Regions from separate parts of the Rattus norvegicus genome. Here region 1 is linked to region 2. Evidence: chromatin contacts called from public Hi-C data. All regions are on one chromosome and are shown on one strand. The core of a region is the stretch at or near the end of the contact, and the rest is flanking DNA. Distances in the headings are between cores, read along the strand shown. Region 1 overlaps LOC102554942 (a long non-coding RNA gene). Region 2 has its middle 34 kb from the start of Tpra1.

Region 1 (2,700 bases), core at 38-2,537, 39 kb before region 2:
TCAAACTCAGAGCTCATAGATACAGCTAGTCTCTCAAGCCAGCTTGCTCTGAGTATTGATTGCTGCCACCTTCCCAGACTGGAATTACAGACACTGCCTTGGCTGCCCAGCATTTCCTTGGGTTCAAGGGATCCAAACTCCAGTTCTCATGCTTGAGAGGCAAGTGCTCAGCCACTGAGCCATCCCCCCAGCTCCTCAAACTGGAAAATGCTTTATGGAGACGTTGTGTCCTCTCAGCCCACCTACCCAAGCAGGACCACACCTTGCTGCCCTGTGGATGTTATAATTAAAGCAATTACATCTTTCCTTTCCATGACAAAATACAGGTATGGTAAAGCCCCCTTGTTGACCAGCATCAAATCCTGGCCCTAGGTTCTGCCTCTCACTGACGTCATCTTCATCTCCCCAAACTGTAGCAAATATTAGCCCCAAAACATAGGCGCCTCCCAACCCCATCCCTGTTCATTTACAAGAGCGTGCTGGAAGTTGTTGTTGGAAACACGTGGTCCTATCTGTGGTTCTTTGTGAATGGTACATCTGTATCTGCGCTCGTTTGATTGCTTTGTCCCTAAACCCTGGTGTAATGGGGTTGGGAAGTGGAGACAAGGTAATGCTGGAGCTTGAACCTAAGATCTCAGAGAGTCAGGCAAAAGCCAGCTCTGCTGCCCCATATTCCCAGGCCAGTGGGTAAGACCTGGGATGAGGAGGAGAACACAGAGCCGCTGCTCCCCAGATGTCCGGTGGATTCTCTCAGGACCAGTGAGTCTGGCTTCAGAGACTCTGAATACGATGCTAGCTCTATTGCCCTTTATAGCACAGAGCATGGGTGGCTCCATTGATTGGTTTGACCTGCTATTTTAAGTTATACCAATTTCTTCCTCTTAATCTTTCCTTTGTTTGTCTGTTTTAGAGCTTGTGTCCACTTGCCAACAGAAGCCTCACATCTTTAGATCACAAGAGTCTGTAAGCAGGGAGAAGCCCTGACTCGGGCTCTGTCCTCTGCTCAGACAAGACTTTATACTGGAGAGAGGACTAGCCTTCTCCTTCCCCTAATCTCTTTGTGTGCCCACGGGGCCCATGCCAGTCCCAGGCTCAGAGGAACTTGCCTCTGCAGAGAATTGAAGGTGGATTCAGCAGATACAGGGCTGAACATCGAGTGGAGGCCATTTCTGATTTCTAGTAGGGCAGCCTGAGGCAGCAAGTCCAGCTCCCCAGAGAGCCCAAAGCTCTTTCGATGCAGAAGGCACAGAGGGAGGTGTTCTGGAAATCACAATGACTCAGTGTTTGGGAACCAGAGCAGGGAGCAGGCAGCATGTGACAGGCGGATGGCACAGCCTGAGTCAGGAGGGCTGTGGGTGGCAGGCTGAGGAAAGGTCATGGGTGAGGTCAGACCACAGTGGGAGTGTCAGGAGGAGCAGCAGGGCTGAGAGGGGAGAGCTTCCAGAGTGTAGAACAGCCTGCTGGGAACCTGACTGGGGAGTGTCTGAGTGGGGTTGGGGTGTGGGGTGCACACACCAATAAAGCTAGACCAACGAAAGGATGGCTTTCCAGAGGTGGACATTTCTGAGGGGTTCATTCCACCTCAGCGAGCCAAGACCTGTGCCAGAGGTGGCAAGAAAACAGCAGCAGGCCAAGGCTACTGTGGAGGATGCCACTGGATAGAATGGGCATGATCATACCTTGTTTCTTAAGCCCCTAACCCATCCAGCTTGTCCTAGGACCCAAGGGCCAGTGGGTAAGAGTCTACCAGAGGCAAATGGAGGTGAATCAGACTCTTTAACACAGGGCCAGGGGACAGAGCCAGCCATCAGTCAGGAGCTGGAGGCTGTTGCTGCTGCTTGTTACTCTGCTGATTTTCAATTATCAGAGAGAGAATATCCCCATCACTCCCTGTCAATCAGCCAGTGCTGTCCCAGCACTCAGAAGAGCTCAAACAAGCAGGATGCACATTGCAATGGACTCATCTTTTCCTGAGAGGTTGCCGAGTCCGGACACTGCAGACACAGGGGGCAATGATCAAGCCCCAGTTCTTAGCACCCTTCCAGAATCTACCAACTTTGTAAAAGCACCAGCAGGGTTTCTTGGGGGCCATGTAAGCTGTCTCTGATTAACCTCCTCCTCCAAAATGGAAGCTCTTGAATGGGGATCTAGCCAAAATTACGCATTTGAGGGGAAAACACCAATGCTGTGCAACCCCAGCCCTGTTCCCAACCTCTCTGAGCTCAGTCTCTGATATGTGACAGAAATCTCCCTTTGAGAGGGTTTGTAAAACTGAAAGGAAGTGCTTGGGAAAAACCAGGTGGGTTGGATGTTTGGGGTACTGTGAGTTCCTGTGAGAGTTTGGGGCTGACTAGAACCTCACAGAAAAAGGCCTCCCTTGGGCCATCCTGCCCCAAGACTATTTCCAGGCTGTCTCTAGTCCCAGGTCTCTAGCATCTTGCAGGGTGTCTGTCAGTTCCTCCCTGACCCATAGGTCCCAAGCAGTGGTCGTCCAGGCCCCATGAGGCCCACTCAATGGCTAGTGGGGGGAGACAAGCCTTTTGTGTCTGTTGGCCTTTAAGGACCCCACTTGGTGTTGATTGGCCAGTTATTTCACCCCAAGCAAGCAATGCCAACTGCCGTGCTGACAAGCAGGAGACCACATGTATCAGAGACATAGCCTGGGGGATCTAGGACTAAGGTGTCCAGCTGGGGTATGTT
Region 2 (2,700 bases), core at 119-2,618:
CACAGTAGATAAATAGACATTGCTATGTGATGGGGGAGTAATGACGGTGTCATGAATGCCTGAGAGGACACAAGAGGAGCCTACTTCAGCCCAGTGGTTTCTCAAAGCCCACAACTCCGGTGCAGAAGCAAGACACCACCACCAAGTCACCAAACTCAGGGACTTCCCTGAAGAATCCGGCAGCCCTCTTTCAAAGTCAGAGGTGTGATGGGTAAGGAAAGACTGAAGAACAGTGCCTGGCAGATCAGCAGAGACCTGGACATCACCATTCCTGCTGAGCTACCCCAGCTTGCTCCTCGCCCCACCCACAGACACCAAGGAGGACCTCAGAGCCTCATCTGACTGCGTCTCGGCACAGGCGATGAAGGACCCTGGCTTATTCTCTGGAGAACAGAGCAAGGGTGGGAAAACAGGGCATCTTAACACCAGTGGACAGGGATGCTATGGCTTGGTTCTAGACTCCAGAACATTGCAGACCTTAATTTATGTTGAGGTTGTATCTGCCAGCTGTCAGTCAAGTTGAGTTTGACTTCTGACTAATCTAAAGCAAACTTGGGTCAAGAGACAAGGCAGAGACCTGTCTGGATGGCCTGGACCACAGAGGCTGAAAAGCCTGGTGTAGTCAGCGTAAGACTCTGAGGTCCCCGCAGTGCCCATGGCCGGGGCAGGAGGCAAGCCAGGGCAGCTGAGCAGGAATGGGGATGTCCACGGGGATAGGAGAGGAAGGAGACAGATGAGCATCCGTGAGCCCTATGAGAGGAGGAGACAGTTGGCTGAGAGCATCTATCCCCTGGAGAGCAAAAGCTAGGCCTCAGAAGGACTGTCCTGGGGCACAGATCCACCTCCTCAGGAGGTTGGCTCCGAGAGCTGTGCACACACTCCCACTCGAGCTAACACAGCAGGGGTGGGAGCCAGGGGCCTAGCTTGCCATTGTGTCTCTGTGCTTGAGTCATCAGCACGTTCTGAGCCTCCTGCTTCCTGTTTAATGAATGAAGGAGACAGACTGGGGGAGGTGGGGACACTGGCTGGATGCAGCCCAAGCCCGAGTCCCTTTCCTCACGGCACAGGCTCTTCTAAGTTTCTGGCAGAGATAGGTTAAGTGGTACTCTGGTCCTGAGCTCCCAGTCCACCAGCTCCCTGCTGGGTCTGGCTGCAAGCTAACAGTGTCAGTGGCCCAGGTCAGGTGGGGACCAGCAGGAGAGGGGCTCTACTACAGTTACTGCTGCTGTGAGCCACTCCCGATGTCCCAGCATTAAACAGTTTCCTCCCAGCTCAGTTCTGAGGGACAGCACCTCACACAGAGCCCAGCAGGGTGGCTCGCCTCCACCGGTCTGAAACTGGGGGAGAGGGGTAGGAGAGCTGGTGGTGACTGCAGCCACTAGGGATGAGTCACCTAGAGCTTCTTTGTCCCAAGCATCACTGAGGGCTGGGCTGGGATACAGGTTGTGTGGCTGGCTACACGTGACCTTCTTGCAGGGCCTGGAGTTAGAGCTTGCCACTGTAGGTTTCCACAGGGATGTCACAAAGAAGGCAAAATCTGACCCTCGCCTCTGAGCAGCATTCTGTCCAACTTGTGGAAATCAGGAAGGTTGGCCCAGATCCAAATCTGAAGTCAACCCTTGACAGACACAGGAGGCCATTGCAATGGATCCTGGGAGTTGGAACAAGTTCTGGCCCATTTTAGGAAATGCCTCTTTCTGCAGAGTTCTCCTGGCCCTGTGTCTATACCCAGATTCACATGAAGACCCTCCTTCCTTCTGACCCTGGATCTCCCCTGTGGCTACCACCATTGCAGTATTAATCCAGCCCACAACTTGGTCTCCTGGCCTCAGTTCCCCACCTGACACTTCATGCGGTGCAGTAAGCCACAGGAGAGACTCTGTTTCTCATCTGCCACATCTTTTGGAGCAAACCATCTTCTTGAGGTTCTGACCTCAGATGCAGCTTATGTCATCCACAGGGAATGGGGAGGTAACTCCCTCTGCCTCAGGCCTTCATCCCACTCCTCTATATACCCCCAGCCTTCACCAATTTGGCTAATATCCTGCTCTGATTTGACATTCCACTCTGACATCCCCTGGGCCCCTCTTTTTCCCTGAGCCCAGACCTGGGAACTCTAGTCCTGAGACCCCGATCATTCCACTGAAGGCCCAGCTTCCCTGAAATGTCTCAGAGATGAGCAAACACCTGCCAGTTTGCTCACCCTCCCCTCGTGTCCAGGCAAGAATACAGCCCTATCCCTGCGGAGTTCACATCCCAAGAGACTCATAGTGCAGAGTCCACTAAACTAGCAGATTGTGGCCAGGCATAAAGGGACACTAGAAGTGGCTGGGTCCCATAGCAGGCTGGAAGAGGGGGGCGTTCATGGGGTGGTGGAAGCAGGAAGGAGACAGGACTGGAATGAGACAGTGCACCCTGATCAGCTGCCCTCCAGCCCCAGCTGACCAATCACAGCTTGGGAGCTGGATTCCCCTGCAGAGCTGTCCCTTGTAGGAGAGGTGTGTCTCATCCAGGCAGCTCTCTATAGCTGGAGTGCTGGCCCTACTTATCTGATCCTGGGCTCCTGAGAAACTCTCATAGGTGCTATGTAATTACGACTTCCGTGGTGGTTAACTCAGAGTCAAGTTAGCCAGCTTAAACTGAGGTCAAAAGTCAGTCCTAGATGTTCCTACAAGGGTGTTTTCTGGACAAGGTTCATAT

What was found. A called contact is a pair of places that touch in the nucleus more often than the background predicts.
Region 1: a Hi-C map of Schwann cells shows a contact between it and region 2, with 2.1 times the contacts expected there. The contact joins two enhancer-like sites. A contact is called at or near these places in 3 of 12 Hi-C or Micro-C datasets (the A7r5 cell line, Schwann cells and prefrontal cortex) and 1 of 1 datasets of contacts at active chromatin or transcription factors (oligodendrocytes).

Annotation. Positions count from the first base shown.
Region 1 is chr4:122,993,213-122,995,912 of GRCr8, reverse strand. The region is part of intron 1 of LOC102554942 (a long non-coding RNA gene); the gene reads right to left. Among named protein-coding and RNA genes, the nearest start is that of Tpra1, 73 kb to the right of the region's middle. Within about 2 kb of position 1,287, at least 59 of the 93 cell types and tissues checked have an H3K27ac peak or open chromatin away from gene starts, as enhancers often do. A contact at or near this core is called in Schwann cells, where this site is marked.
Region 2 is chr4:122,954,274-122,956,973 of GRCr8, reverse strand. No RefSeq gene overlaps it. Among named protein-coding and RNA genes, the nearest start is that of Tpra1, 34 kb to the right of the region's middle. Within about 2 kb of position 1,368, at least 2 of the 93 cell types and tissues checked have an H3K27ac peak or open chromatin away from gene starts, as enhancers often do. A contact at or near this core is called in Schwann cells, where this site is marked.